Regions from separate parts of the Mus musculus genome. Here all the other regions are linked to region 1. A link is a contact called in public HiChIP or PLAC-seq and promoter capture Hi-C data. All regions are on one chromosome and are shown on one strand. The core of a region is the stretch at or near the end of the contact, and the rest is flanking DNA. Distances in the headings are between cores, read along the strand shown. Region 1 holds the start of Kdelr3 (KDEL (Lys-Asp-Glu-Leu) endoplasmic reticulum protein retention receptor 3). Region 2 holds the start of Sox10 (SRY (sex determining region Y)-box 10). Region 3 holds the start of Galr3 (galanin receptor 3). Region 4 holds the start of Eif3l (eukaryotic translation initiation factor 3, subunit L).

Evidence for each region. Promoter capture Hi-C pulls out the DNA fragments that hold promoters and counts their contacts. HiChIP or PLAC-seq counts read pairs in DNA pulled down with a chosen protein or histone mark.
Region 2: a promoter capture Hi-C map of liver shows a contact between it and region 1, with 6 times the contacts expected there. The contact joins the promoter of Sox10 here to the promoter of Kdelr3 in region 1. A contact is called at or near these places in 19 of 39 promoter capture datasets (the 3T3-L1 cell line, 3T3-L1-derived adipocytes, the C10 cell line and 12 more), 2 of 484 Hi-C or Micro-C datasets (the HL-1 cell line and bone marrow-derived macrophages), 3 of 115 datasets of contacts at active chromatin or transcription factors (microglia, pancreatic cancer cells and stem cell-derived neural progenitor cells) and 3 of 9 other capture datasets (embryonic stem cells, liver and macrophages).
Region 3: an H3K4me3 HiChIP or PLAC-seq map of bone marrow-derived macrophages shows a contact between it and region 1, with 5 times the contacts expected there. The contact joins the promoter of Galr3 here to the promoter of Kdelr3 in region 1. A contact is called at or near these places in 1 of 39 promoter capture datasets (liver), 1 of 484 Hi-C or Micro-C datasets (embryonic stem cells) and 2 of 115 datasets of contacts at active chromatin or transcription factors (bone marrow-derived macrophages and pancreatic cancer cells).
Region 4: a promoter capture Hi-C map of liver shows a contact between it and region 1, with 4 times the contacts expected there. The contact joins the promoter of Eif3l here to the promoter of Kdelr3 in region 1. A contact is called at or near these places in 8 of 39 promoter capture datasets (the 3T3-L1 cell line, the HPC-7 cell line, cranial neural crest and 3 more), 2 of 115 datasets of contacts at active chromatin or transcription factors (embryonic stem cells and pancreatic cancer cells) and 2 of 9 other capture datasets (embryonic stem cells and liver).

Annotation. Positions count from the first base shown.
Region 1 is chr15:79,514,743-79,518,001 of GRCm38.p6, forward strand. Kdelr3 (KDEL (Lys-Asp-Glu-Leu) endoplasmic reticulum protein retention receptor 3) reads left to right here and starts at 1,666. Exons shown (of 5, transcript NM_134090.2): 1 at 1,666-1,898. The coding sequence starts at 1,808.
Region 2 is chr15:79,162,897-79,166,227 of GRCm38.p6, forward strand. It overlaps Sox10 (SRY (sex determining region Y)-box 10), which reads right to left and starts at 1,594. Exons shown (of 4, transcript NM_011437.1): 1 at 1,386-1,594; 2 at 393-898. The coding sequence starts at 820. It overlaps Gm10863 (predicted gene 10863), which reads left to right and starts at 3,170. Exons shown (of 5, transcript NR_029470.1): 1 at 3,170-3,283. RefSeq lists enhancers at 1,451-2,109, 2,635-3,325, 2,799-3,331.
Region 3 is chr15:79,040,161-79,043,693 of GRCm38.p6, forward strand. Galr3 (galanin receptor 3) reads left to right here and starts at 1,725. Exons shown (of 2, transcript NM_015738.2): 1 at 1,725-2,130; 2 at 2,560-3,398. The coding sequence starts at 1,772. The coding sequence ends at 3,313. It also overlaps a transcript of Gcat not described here.
Region 4 is chr15:79,073,583-79,076,776 of GRCm38.p6, forward strand. It overlaps Eif3l (eukaryotic translation initiation factor 3, subunit L), which reads left to right and starts at 1,641. Exons shown (of 13, transcript NM_145139.2): 1 at 1,641-1,710; 2 at 2,189-2,237. The coding sequence starts at 1,678.

The DNA of each region.
Region 1 (3,259 bases), core at 416-2,915:
GAGATGGTGTCCCTCAAGCCTATACCGTGCCCGTGTTTTGTGTGTGTGCATCTGTATGTGTGTATGAGTATCTGAGTGTGTCTGTGTGTGCATCTGTCTGTGTCTGTCTGTGTGTGTCTGTGTGTCCATGTGTACGTATGTCTGTGTGAGTGTGCATTTGTCTCTGTGTGTTTTATATAAGCTTCCTCTGAGATTAAAACATTCTATCCTGCTGGGTAGCTCCTTAAGCAGGGAGGTAAACAACAACAAGAATAGTCTCAGGAACTCCCTGAAACTGAGCAGATTCCCTAGGCTCCTCCCTGCCAGAGTAAGCAGGGAGTAAGAAGACTCAGAACAAGAAGAGCAGCCTTCGAGAGATTTAGACCAACTGAGGCACCTGGGAAGGATATTCTCCAACCTGCTGAGCTGCCTGCAGGCAGTGGGAAGAGCTCCAGGTTCCCAGCTTGGTGAGCTGTCACCCATGCTGGGTGGGCTTTGGTGATGCAGCTGTCTCTGAGTCATTCCTGCTCCTGTAAGCAACCCTTCACCCATATTCCTCTAAGTAACTCCAGCAAAACTCATTAATTCATGAAGCTGGATATTGGTACTATCTGTACTTTAGGCTGTCGTGGGCTCCCTATCTGGGGTGAGCAGACAAGTGTGTTTCATCTCCCCAGGAAAGGTGTGTGTGTGTGTGTGTGTGTGTGTGTGTGTGTGTGTGTAGATTCACAGCAAGCTGCCCAGGGTCCCCCATGCTGCACCCCCCAGGCAGTGCTACTGGTCACATGCAAAGCCTCCCAGAACTGCTTTGTGCGGGGAGTAATGGTAAAGCAATGGAGGCCAGGAAAGAGTTGGCGAACACCGTAAGCAACAGATCTTCATCCTGCCGAAGCCTCTCCTGCACACAGAGGGAGCCAGACGAAGCCATTTCTTTAGGAAGAAACCAGCTACAGGAGGGAGGGGGGCTGGGATCAAGGAGAAGGCAGAAAGGCCCTTGGTTTATCGGTTCCATAGCTATAGATTAATAGACCTGTGCCCAGAGAGGATGCTTCACATAGCAATGGAGGCCTCCAGCCCACCTAAGATTCTTCCTACTCTATCCTGCCTGCCTCTATGCCGTGCTTGGAGTTTTTCCTGGTCAGTGAAGTTCTTTCCAGTGTCTTCCCACATGAAGAAGAGGGGGGCAGAAATGAAGGCGGTGGGCATCCCCAACACACTCAGCCTCTTTTACACCATTAGCATCTCCCTTGTAGTCAATACTGAAGCCCAGAAAGGGGACTCAGAGTCAGCCTCTCTCCCCACCGGAAACCATCAACAAGGTTATCTCAGAGCTAGCTCAGGTTATCTCAGAGTTTAACAGGTGATGGCTCCTTTCAGCACCACTTCCCGGGAGTTCCAACCTGGGAGGTCTTCCGCGGCTGAAAGCCTGCTTCCACCACCCAGGGCCCAACAGAGCTATGAAAGTCAGGACTTGAAGTGAGTGCCAGGCCCTGACTGTGGTTTCTGGGGATGAGAGGAACACTTGGTGCCTACGCAGGACCAGAGAGGGAGGGGCTCGGCTTGGGCCAGCAGCGGCTGTGTAAGCTGCCCCGCCTGTCGGCGTGGGGACGTGAGAAGCGCTGCTTCCTGGCTCCTGTCCCGCGCCTGGCCGCCCCGCCACGTCACCGCGCGGCCAAGGGTGCGCGCGGCGGGAGCGCGCCAGCAAGGAGGCGCGGCACCGGCCTGGGGCACCGCGAGGAGCAGGGACGGGGACGTGGCAGCGCCCCGCGCAACAGAAAGTTCCCTGGGAAGTTCTGCGCGACACGGCGCGGGAGCGGCGGGCGGGACCATGAACGTGTTCCGAATCCTCGGGGACCTGAGCCACCTCCTGGCTATGATCTTGCTCCTGGTGAAGATCTGGAGGTCCAAGAGCTGCGCCGGTGAGCGGCGCCCGGGGCGGGGCGGGACCGGACCATGGTGAGGACTTAGGCTCAGAGGGAAGCCGGGCGCGCGCGCTTCCAAAAACTTCAGCGAAGTTTTTCGACATCAGAGGATCCGGGAGATTATGAGGGAGCGTGGCTTCTGTCTCCATGAAGAGCCCTACCTCACGCTTCTCGCCCTATCCTTAACTGGGCAGCTGGCAGTATCACGGCTGCTGGGCGAGGAGTGGAGGGGGACCTTCCCCTGGGAGGAGACCATATTTGAAGTCGCCTTAGTCGTCGAGTCTTCATTCTCTCCTGCCTTTTATTTCCCCAGAGAGAGCCTTTTCCTGCCAGCTGGTGATATCAGCCTGGCCCAGGGATGTGGAGCTGGCTCTGAGTGGAAGGCGTTGGAGGGGCTCGCGATTTGTCTACAGGTCTAGCGGCCTTGCTGGGATGGGAAATATCTGGAGGCTGGGTTGATGATTTCAGTCCCCGGGTTAATAAGAAGCTGCCCATTGTCTTTCAGCCATCTCCGTTCCTAGCGTTCCCTGCCTGTCCCAGGCATGCAATTGAGTGTGAGCTCAGACTCTACCAGAGCTGGGGAGGCAGAGAGCAGCTGAGGGCTACGTGGACAGAGAGGATGGGCAGGGTATGTGCTCAAGGTACAGGGTACGGTGTTGAGAACACCCGTGCAAATACGTAGAAGCCACAGGGCATAGGGCATGTCCTGGGAAGGACACAGGAGGAAGAGGAATCCAGAAGGTAGGATGGACTAATGGTGAAAGGCTTTTTCCGGTCACATTCGGGATCCAGGATGAAGGAAACCATCGAAGAAGTAGGAGCAGAGGCAGAGGCTCAGCAGGTCTCTTGAGACTCCGGAAATGGAGGTTGAGAGCATTTTGAGATGTCACCTGGGAGGCTGATCAGGAGAGGGACTTGGTTGAGTATGGATCAGACACATTTTGGATCCAGTGGCTCTGGACTGAATTAGACGTTACCGGGGGTTTGTAGTAGTCAGTTGCCTGAGAGATCGTCTCTCACGGCCCTTCTGCTTGCTGGGCCTGTGACTTTGCTTTAGAGGTCCGGGGTAGGATTGGGGGAGTGCTTGTTACCTCCTCCCTCATCCTGTGAGGGACACTGTGCCCTGATACCCCAATGCCCTGCCTTAGGGAGCTGACCTACTGAGAGACCAGCAGAAAGCGACAGGAGGAGCAAATCAGTATGCGTTGCTGTAGGCGAAAGAAAAATGGCAGCTGGTGCCAGCCCCAAATGCCAGAGACACACTGGCCACTGTCCCACTGTCCTGCTGAGTTGTGTAGCCTGGGGCTTCTGTTTCCCTATCAGTCAGAGGGACTCACTCACGGTGTCTCTCTTCTCCT
Region 2 (3,331 bases), core at 344-2,843, 350 kb before region 1:
CCACAAACGGGTGGCAGCGGCACACTGTGAATGTGCGATCTAGTGGAGGTCTGGTGTGAAGCTTTCCCCCACACCCCCATGTTGCCTTCCCTGCCCACCACCCACAGAATTCCAACCACGAGGGGGCGCCTTCCCGCCCGCCGTCCCAGGGTGGGGAGGCCCAGCCTAGGCCGCTGGGGTTCTGAGTTCCAGAGTGGGCAGCCAGAGGAGCCCCCCACAGAGGCACTTTGGGTAGATGGGTGGGCGAGATCTCCAAATCTGGTCTTCCAAGAGACCAAACTTCCATAGGTTGGTCTCCCCTGAGAGAGAGGCCTGGGCGATCCTGTTCTGGGGTCCCAGGCTAGCCCTAGTGCGCGCGCACGAGGGGGGTGTTGGGCCGGGGCAGCGCTCACCTCCAGAGCTTGCCTAGTGTCTTGCTGAGCTCAGCATTGTGGAGGTGAGGGTACTGGTCGGCTAGCTTTCTGCGTGCCGCCTGTGCCCACACCATGAAGGCGTTCATGGGCCTCTTGACGTGCGGCTTGCTCTTGCTGGCACCGTTGACGCGCACGGGCATGGGCACCAGCGTCCAGTCGTAGCCGCTGAGCACCTGGCTGACCGCCTCGCGGATGCACACGGGGAACTTGTCATCGTCCGCCTCGCCGTCCTGCTGTTCCTTCTTGACCTTGCCCAGTTCACCGGGCCCCGGGCTGGCTCGCAAGCCCGAGCCACCGCCGCCGCCGTCGGGTCCCAGCGACGGCGCGCTGCCTGGGGACAGGCAGCGGGGTTCCTCCGAGCCCACAGGGCTCAGCTCCACCTCTGATAGGTCTTGTTCCTCGGCCATGTCGCTCCCGGCCGCCGCCGCTTCGGCCGCCTCCCCCGGGCCCGCCGCCGGGGTCCTCGTGAAGAGCCCAACGCCCACCTGGACGGGAAGGAGGGCGCGATGGAGAGGCGCTGGGCGCCACTCCCGGCACGCGGGTGCAGCCCCGAAGTGGCGACTCTCCCTGCCTGCGCTAAACCCACTCGGGCCTGGGCGCGTGCACATGCCAGACCCTAGGTGGGTGCGTCCCGCCTCCACGTCTTCCCACCCCCTGATCCCAACCGTCTCTAGGTGTGGGTGTTTTTTTTTTTTTTTTTTTTTCGTTTTTTTCCCCTAAACCTCCTTTTGGGTGGAGGTTTGTTGATGGAAAGGAAGAAAAACGGACCCTTTATTCGGCTCTAATCCGGGCCCCTGGAATTTCCCACCTTTTCGCTCACCTCTCTTTCCCCTCGTCTGCTCTGACAGCCTAGGGGAGCAGAATGGGGGGACGCAGGCCTGCCTGCAGGGTGTCAGACTCTCCCATCGCAAAGCAGGGGTGACCCAGACCCCCGGTTGGCACTCCGGGCCCAGGGGCGCAGTGCGCACTCACCTCCTCCGACCTCTCCTCCAGTCTGGGGCTCGTCCTGAGGAAGTGGAAAACCGTGTCCCAAGGTGTGCGGTCCAGCTCGGGGCTGGGGAGTGACGCTGATGGACTGGGAGGGAGGGGCTGGGGGGCCCTGAGCCTCAGGCCACTGCCTTGTCTGGACGGAGCCTGAATCCTCACCACCAAACACCCTGGCTGGACAGCCGAGACTGACTGAGCCGCTGCAGACGGCTGGGGAAGGAAGGAGGGGGAGGGGAGGGGGAAAGGAGGGAGGGAAGGGCAGAAGGTGGAGCCTCCAGCGCTGCCTTCATCCCCAACACCCAGGACGCCTCCACTCTGCCCAGCCCCCCCCCCCCCAACCCCAGCCCTGTGACCCGCACTGCTGCCTAGGCCCGTCTCCCTGGACTCAGCTTGGGTTTGGCATCTGGTGTGAGCATGGGGATATTTTAGGTCTGGGAAGGGAGAGATACAGGTGGCACAGTCAGAACCTGTTGCCTGGGACCCTAAACCATTGCCACAGGTGGTGGCATGGACAGTTGACAAAGGACTGGAGAGAGGTGTGAGGAGAGTGGATAACTTGAAAGGGTCGTGGCCTGTGTTGCTTCATTTGAGAAATCCCACTGAGTCCCACTGTGTGCTAGGCACCGCAGCCTGCAGTAGGTATCAGACCCTCGCCTTCTCCTGTCCTCTCCAACACAGCTGACCCAAGCCAAGCCCCCCAGGACCGCAGCTGGATAACCTTTGCCCTGTACACATACAACCCCCAGATTCAATCCGTGATCCCTTCTCTCTAAGATCCTAGCATCCAGAAGGCTGGACTGGCCCAGGATAGAGAGAGACACAGGAGGCTGAGGCAGGGTGAGAGTGCCCTACTCTTCAAGAAGGGTGAGGGGGACTTTGGGGAGGGGGTGTCTCTCACTTCCATGAAGGGCTCTTCCTCTCCCTGGAAAGGAGACCCAGTCCTGGATGTCTGGATGTGAAGTCCCTTACTCTCCCACACTGAGAAAAGACAGGAACTGCCCTGGCTCTCACAGCCCCCGCCCCCTTTCTGCCCCTCAAGCCGATTCTTTGTTCTTCCTCCCGTTGCCCCAGGGCTCCTATCCTTGGTCTCACCTCTACAGCCTAGTTAGTGTCCTTTTCTCTTCTCAGTGAAGGCACCCTTTCCTGGTTGAGTGGCTAGGCGGAACTGGGGTGCCCACGGAGGGACAAACAGAGGAGCATGGGCCACCCCACTGACAGTGTGTGGCTTCTCTGTCCCACTTAGCTAGGTAAGGCCCTAGGCCCACACCAAACAGGTACCTTCTGGAGTCGAGCTGGAACTGGGGTCTGGAGAATCAAGGCCTCAATGATTGGGAGGGCCCCAGGGTGGATAGTGGGGACACAAAGAGATAGTCACATAGGGCAAAGGCATGTCGAGGGGGTGGCAGACATTGGTAACACACACTCACACATGCTTGCGCACACACAACCAGCCAGACAATTGGGCCAGTGTGTCTGGGGCTGCAGAGCCCAGTGAATTAGGAGTTTGATAAGGGTTTTCTCTTTCTCTCGCTCGCTGGCCTTGGACAATCTCCCCCCAGTTTTCCTCGACGCCACCCCCGGCGCTGCCAACCCTCCTCCCCCCCGCCTCCCTTCTCTTCCCTGTGCCCAGACTCTTGTTCGGGGCCTTGAAACAGTGAGCTGTCTTTGTTCGAAATACAGGTGAACGGCAATCATGTGATTAACACACACACACACATAAAAAGCTTTTTAACAGCGCCCGCCCGGCCTCAGAACCGCCCGGAGAGAAGCCGCCTTGGATGGACAGAGGGACGGAGCAGCAAGCATCCGGCCTCCCCGGCTTCCCTGCAGCGGTCTCCAACTGCTGTCTGCCCGCTGCCCGCCTGCCTGGCATCTCTCTCCCGGTGGGTCCCTGTTCATCCCTCCACTCTTTGGTCCCTCCTCTTGGAGGG
Region 3 (3,533 bases), core at 475-2,974, 470 kb before region 1:
GCAGCTGCTCTACCCCTGGAAGCCCATAGGCCACTCCTCCCAGGGCTCATGCCTACCATTCAGCAACATCTGGTTTGTGCCTGGGCAAGAGGCCCTCAGGTGAATTAAGTGCAAATCCTCTCTCCTTTCTCATCTCAGCCATAACAAACTTCTTACAAGATGGAAAGGCACAGGTCATGTTCTCCCTCTGGAACCTTCCTAGCTTCCCTGTGGCTTTCAGGCTAAATCAAGACCTGGCTTCCAGTCGATGAAGCCCCTTAAACTAGCTTAGGGAATGAAATGGGTCTTGTGATTCCTACCTGAAGTCCACAACAAAGAGCTTTTGGTCCTGGTTTCCCAGCCTTGGAAACTCCATTTAAAAATAGAAATCCTTTCTGAGCTTAGATCAGAGTTCTACTTGGAGCCAAGGAAGCTAAGGCACTAGGGGGGAGGAGTCACAGGCCACAGGAGGTGGGAGGTGCCAGGAATGGGCTGAGCCCTGGGCAGGAAAGGGTTAACCACGGAAGCCAATCTCCTAGAGCGGAGATCAGTGGGTTACTGCCCGTGAAAGCGAGAATGAGGTGGCAACAACGCAGACAGGCAGAGAAGAGCGGCGCTGAAGAGCATGCCACCCCGGGGAAATCGGGGGTCTGAGGAGGAGGTGGCCAGTCCACTCCGGAGCAGTAGCGAGTGCCCAACATCCAACTCAGCGGACAGCTGAGGGCAGGGGAGAGGAGAGGAGGGGCCTTGAAAATGAAGAGAGAGAAATAGGAAGCAGAGGCGTACCTGCATGGAGGCAATCAAGGGCTGAAACAAGAAGCTCCAGCCTGGCCGTTCTACCAGGAAGCATGCAGGGGCCCAGTGCCTAGGGCTGAGGTGGGTGCCGCCTATCCTGGGCTTGGGGGCTTACTGCTTGTAGGTGCTGTGTAGGGGCAGATGTCCCCCTTCTTCTGTCCTCCCTGCCTCCTGAACCCCTGCTCCTAAGTCATCTCACTGCTGCACTGGGTCCCTGAGCACAAGGGGACCCACAGGTTGTAAACTGCGGCTCAGGGTAGGGTTGACACCAGGCAATGTGCGCACAGGCACGTGCATGGGGACACATGTGAACAGTCGGGTAGCACCTGTTGCAGTTTTTCCGATGCGCATTCCAGCCTAGGAGTCAGGATCCCAGCAGCCCCAGAGCTGTCACTCAGGTTGTGATATTAGCCACTTGTGTCACCTCTCTAGGCCTCAGTTTCCCTACGTGCAGAGCGGAGGCGGTGACTTCTGTGGTCTTCCTAGCTCTGCTGCTGTAGTGCTCTCATGAGGAAGGACTCTTCATTGACTCAGGGGTGTTACCGGTGCCGCCTGTTGCCACAAAAATGCCCCTAAATTCAAAGGTCTCCCCTGAGCGTCCAATGTGGTTGAAAAAGAAAATATAGCCAGTTTGTGTTGCCTCTCAGCGGCCTCGGCATCTTCTTATTCTGCCTGTGTCTTCATGTGCCTTATAAATCTAGAATAACCCAAACAGCCTTCCAGGTTCTGGGTTAAAGAGGTGTTCCCTAGGAAACCAAGGATCAGCGTGTGTGTGTGTGTGTGTGTGTGTGTGTGTGTGTGTGTGTGACACACACAACCAATGTGACTGTCTCACATGCTGACTTTGGCTTTGTTCTACCCTCTTCTGTCCTTCATGAACTTCTAGCCCAGATACCTGGTCAGATCCAGGCTGAAAGAACCAGATTCCTGGGTCAAGTGCCTTGAGACCTGGCCTCCTGTCTGAAGACCCGTTTTCTCTTCCTCGTTTGCTAGGAAAATGGCTGACATCCAGAACATTTCGCTGGACAGCCCAGGGAGCGTAGGGGCTGTGGCAGTGCCGGTGGTCTTTGCCCTCATCTTCCTGTTGGGCATGGTGGGTAATGGGCTGGTGTTGGCCGTGCTTCTGCAGCCTGGCCCAAGTGCCTGGCAGGAACCGGGCAGTACCACGGATCTCTTCATCCTCAACTTGGCGGTGGCCGACCTTTGCTTCATCCTGTGCTGCGTGCCCTTCCAGGCGGCCATCTACACACTGGATGCCTGGCTCTTTGGGGCTTTCGTGTGCAAGACGGTACATCTGCTCATCTACCTCACCATGTATGCCAGCAGCTTCACCCTGGCGGCCGTCTCAGTGGATAGGTGAGCTGTACCTGGGTCAGGCCAGAGAGGGACCTGGACAGATTCTTATTAGCTAGCGGAATATAACTAGGGACCAGACTTTGGTGGGAGGAAAGGAAGGCCTTAGTGGCACCTGCCCTTCCGGCCTCCAGTGTGGACTTCCAGAGGGCATTTCTAAGCCCCAAAGTGTCAGCGCAGGGGGCCAGGTATAAATTGGAATTGTGTAGTAACAAAAGAAACTCCCAATACACTCGTCAGATGCTAAGGTACCTATACCTGACTCACATTGCCTCACATTTATCCATGGCTTGAAATTCCCTAGACGATGAGTCTCTTCTCTTTGAGCCCTTGCTAAATGGCAGGCAAAGGGATTGGATGGGGAAATTAAGGCAGGCACGGGGGCGGGCTCTCAGGAGGCCCCGCCCCTGACCTCCCCGCCCTCACCCGCAGGTACCTGGCGGTGCGACACCCGCTGCGCTCCCGGGCCCTCCGCACCCCGCGCAACGCGCGCGCCGCCGTGGGGCTCGTGTGGCTGCTGGCGGCGCTCTTTTCCGCGCCCTACCTAAGCTACTACGGCACGGTGCGCTACGGCGCGCTCGAGCTCTGCGTGCCCGCCTGGGAGGACGCGCGGCGGCGCGCGCTGGACGTGGCCACCTTCGCCGCAGGCTACCTGCTGCCGGTGACCGTGGTGAGCCTGGCCTACGGACGCACGCTGTGCTTCCTGTGGGCCGCCGTGGGTCCCGCGGGTGCGGCGGCGGCAGAGGCACGCAGACGGGCAACCGGCCGCGCGGGGCGCGCCATGCTGACGGTGGCCGCGCTCTACGCACTCTGCTGGGGCCCGCACCACGCGCTCATCCTCTGCTTCTGGTACGGCCGCTTCGCCTTCAGCCCGGCCACCTACGCCTGTCGTCTGGCTTCGCACTGCCTCGCCTACGCCAACTCCTGCCTCAACCCGCTCGTCTATTCCCTTGCCTCCCGCCACTTCCGCGCGCGCTTCCGCCGCCTGTGGCCCTGCGGCCACCGCCGCCACCGCCACCACCACCACCGCCTTCATCGAGCCCTCCGTCGTGTCCAGCCGGCGTCTTCGGGCCCCGCCGGCTATCCCGGCGACGCCAGACCTCGCGGTTGGAGTATGGAGCCCAGAGGGGATGCCTTGCGCGGTGGAGAGACTAGACTAACCCTGTCCGCCAGGGGACCGCAATAACCCTGCCTGCTTAGACTCTGACAGCTGTCGGTCTGTCTTCTTCCCTGGGCAGTAGAATGTCACCAAGGAGCATCTAGGGCATGGCAGCCTCTCCAAGCTCCACCGAAAAGCAGAGGCAAAGTTACAGGGACACATGGATGATTAAAATTGATCCACCCAACTAAACACAGGGTCTCAAAGCAGGCAGCCCCTATCCAGAGCCAGTCTAGCAGAACAACAG
Region 4 (3,194 bases), core at 391-2,890, 440 kb before region 1:
CCTCAGACACTCCAGAAGAGGGAGTCAGATCTCGTTACGGATGGTTGTGAGCCACCATGTGGTTGCTGGGATTTGAACTCCTGACCTTCGGAAGAGCAGTCGGGTGCTCTTACCCACTGAGCCATCTCACCAGCCCACCCATGTACTTTCTATGACTAGTTTGAGACACTCATTGCTCTGTTCTCAGGTGCATCTTACATTGTTCTGAGTACATCTATCCCCTAATGCTAGTGCTTAACCTATGGCAAAACATCTTGGGGTGTGGGTGTGGGGTGAGGGGTATGGGTGTGGTAGTACACACCTCTGATCCCAACACTCAGGAGGCAGAGGCAGGTGGATCTCTGAGTTTGAGGTCATCCTGGTCTACATAATAGACCCTAGGACACCCAGAATTACATAATAGAAAGATCCTGTCTAAAACCAAATGAGCAGGGAGGTAGCTATGCAAGCCTTTAATCCCAGTAAGCAGGGGGCAGAGGCAGGTGGATCTCTTGAGTTCAAGGGCAGTCTGGTCTACAGACTGAGTTCCAGGACAGCCAGGGGTACAGCTGGCTGATTTTTGAAAAATCAGCTGTAACTCCAGAGGATTGATGCCCTGTGTGCATAATTCACTCATACAGAGGAATAAATAATCTTAAAAGTAAGGTCTTTATTAAACCCTAATTCTTTCTTGCTTAAATAAACCAAAGCAACCAGACAGGCAAACAAAAGGAACGACTTTAAGGAGTCTAGGGCTTAAGGAGCCAGGGGGGAGAATGGCAGTTCTAAATAGGACGCTTTGAGTAGAGGGCGTTGATTAGCAACACTCGTCCAGCAAACTCCTGTCTTCAACAGAGAGCCAGGCAGTGATACCGGGGTCATTTGTACTAAAGTCTGGTCAGAGGTAAGCATGAGTGCCGAAGCCCAGAGTTGTGTACCTGGCTGTAATAAGCAGAGATTGTTGTGACCCGGAGACAAGGATGCAGGTGCCCAAAAGGTAAGGCAAATCAGCTGTTCAGGGATTGGTTCTCGCCTTCCACCATGTGGGTCTCCCACATCGAACTCAGGTCGTTAGGCTTGGTGTCAAGGGCCTTCACCAGTTTGGTCATCCTGAGTGTTCTCAGGTTGATTTTTTTTTTTTTTTTTTTTTTTTTTTTGGTGGTGGTGGTGTGGGGGAGAAATTTCTCGCTGCAGGCAAAACCGTTTACACCTAAATCTAAGGTCAGGAACGCTACATCTTAGCAGGTCACTTGTCATCGTCTCTGTACCGTTTTCTTCTGATTTCTCTTTATTTTTGTTGTTGTTGTTTTGGAGACCCCGCTTTATAATCAGATTGGCCTGGAAATAACTAACTTTGGTTATCCTCGAATTTGTTGCAGTCTCCTGCCTCCGCCATCCTTGAGATGGCAGATGTGAGTCAACAGGGTCTAGGCATTCTTCCCCTTTATCGCTTGCCCGCCCCTACTTCTGCGTGCACACCATACTCCACAATAATGTCCTTTGAAAAGCCCGTTTTGCAGGGAGGAAGGAACTCTGATAGTTTAGGAACTCCGTCCTTCCAATCAGAGCTACTTCGCTTCCCCGGCGACCCCGGAAAGGCTTTCGGGCAGGTTGGGCTGGGCGGGACTTCCGGTCCGGCCAAGCAGGCGCGGAGTTCTTCTTCCGCTCTCTCCCACGGGCTTCTGGAGCGCCGTAGCCATGTCTTACCCCGCTGATGACTACGAGTCTGAGGTAATGAAGCGGTGAGCGCGTGGCGGGGTCCGCGGTGGGCACCCGGTTCGGTGGGATCTGTCCCCGAGGTGAGGCGGCGTCCAGATCGGGCCGGAACAAGCGGACCTCGATCATTCCGGCCCTCCCGGCCCCGGGTCTCCTCCCCGGGTCCCTCCTCTGCCGGCCGTATGTCCCCGCGTGTAGTCGCAGTCAGTCGGAGGCGGGCTGAAGGGTGTTTAATGCTGAGTTCTTGGCTCTCATGGCGTCTGCTTCAGACGGGGCTATTACTGTGTTTTTCTTGTCTTGTTGCACCTGTAAGCGTGTTTTGTGCTTGCCCGGGGTCCCTTTTCTCTCACACATGTGAAGCCCTCCGAGGTAGCGACTGTCAGTCTTATCTGAGTAGTATGTTTTGCCTCCTGCTTGACATGGAGGCCCGAGGACGAGCATTTTTGGAGTCCCCATTTGGCGTGTCTCCCTAACTTTGTCTCTTTCCTTGCAGGCTGCTTATGATCCCTACGCCTACCCGGGCGACTATGATATGCACACAGGTGAGGCTCTCAGTTTGCCCGGCTGTCTCTTGCCTTCCAAGGATTGGCACTTTTTTCTTTGACCATCTCAGCGTTGACTCCCAACAGGGACCTGTTAAAAACTGCGTCCTAATGGAGTGGTGGAGTCGGCCATTAGGTCTGATTGGTAGGGTTGTGAAGAGTCTAATTAAACCAGGCCTTTTTTGTGGTCTACCTGCCCACGTCAGAAGAGGACCATCACTGACCCGGCTAGGTTTTTCTTACTTGGGGCAGATTTTATTTGTTATACTGGGGTGGAACCCAGAGCCCCATGCTTGTGGACGGTCTCTGAACCACACCCACAGCCCTCCTCCCTGAGCTGTCTGGCCAAGGTCAAAAAGCTTTGTGGCTTTGTTGTTTGGGTGCCGGAGATGAGATTAAACCACACACTCCAGCCCCAAAGAAGGAAATCTTGGTGTGAAAATCTTCCTTGATTCAAACCAAGTCTAAGTGAAATACTTTGGGGAGGCTTTTGAAGTTTACCGAAATGTTCTAGTCACTTTGAGATTAAGTAAGTACCAAGTGGCTTGCGATGCTCACAGCATGTATTTTATTGGCCCTTACAGTAGAGTAGTTTTACAAAGTAAGCATGTTAATGTGTCTTTAAAGGTGAAAGAAAATAGCGTACTATGCATCATTTGGTTAGAAAGTGAGTTTCCTTTCCTGTTTTTTAAAGATGGGGGTCTCGTTATGTAGCTCTGGCTATCCCGGAACTCACTATATAGAGCATGCTAGCCTCACAGATTCAGCTGTCTGAGGGTTGGGATTAGCAGTGTGCACCCACCTACCCAGCTGAGAAGTAACTTTAATGGTATGTCCTGAGGGACAAGGACAGTGGGCTGGGATTGAGGATGACGGCTGACCTTAGACCCTTGCCCATGCTGGGCAAGCAGTCTGGGACTGAGACTGAACTCTATCCCCGGCCCCTTGGGGTGGTCC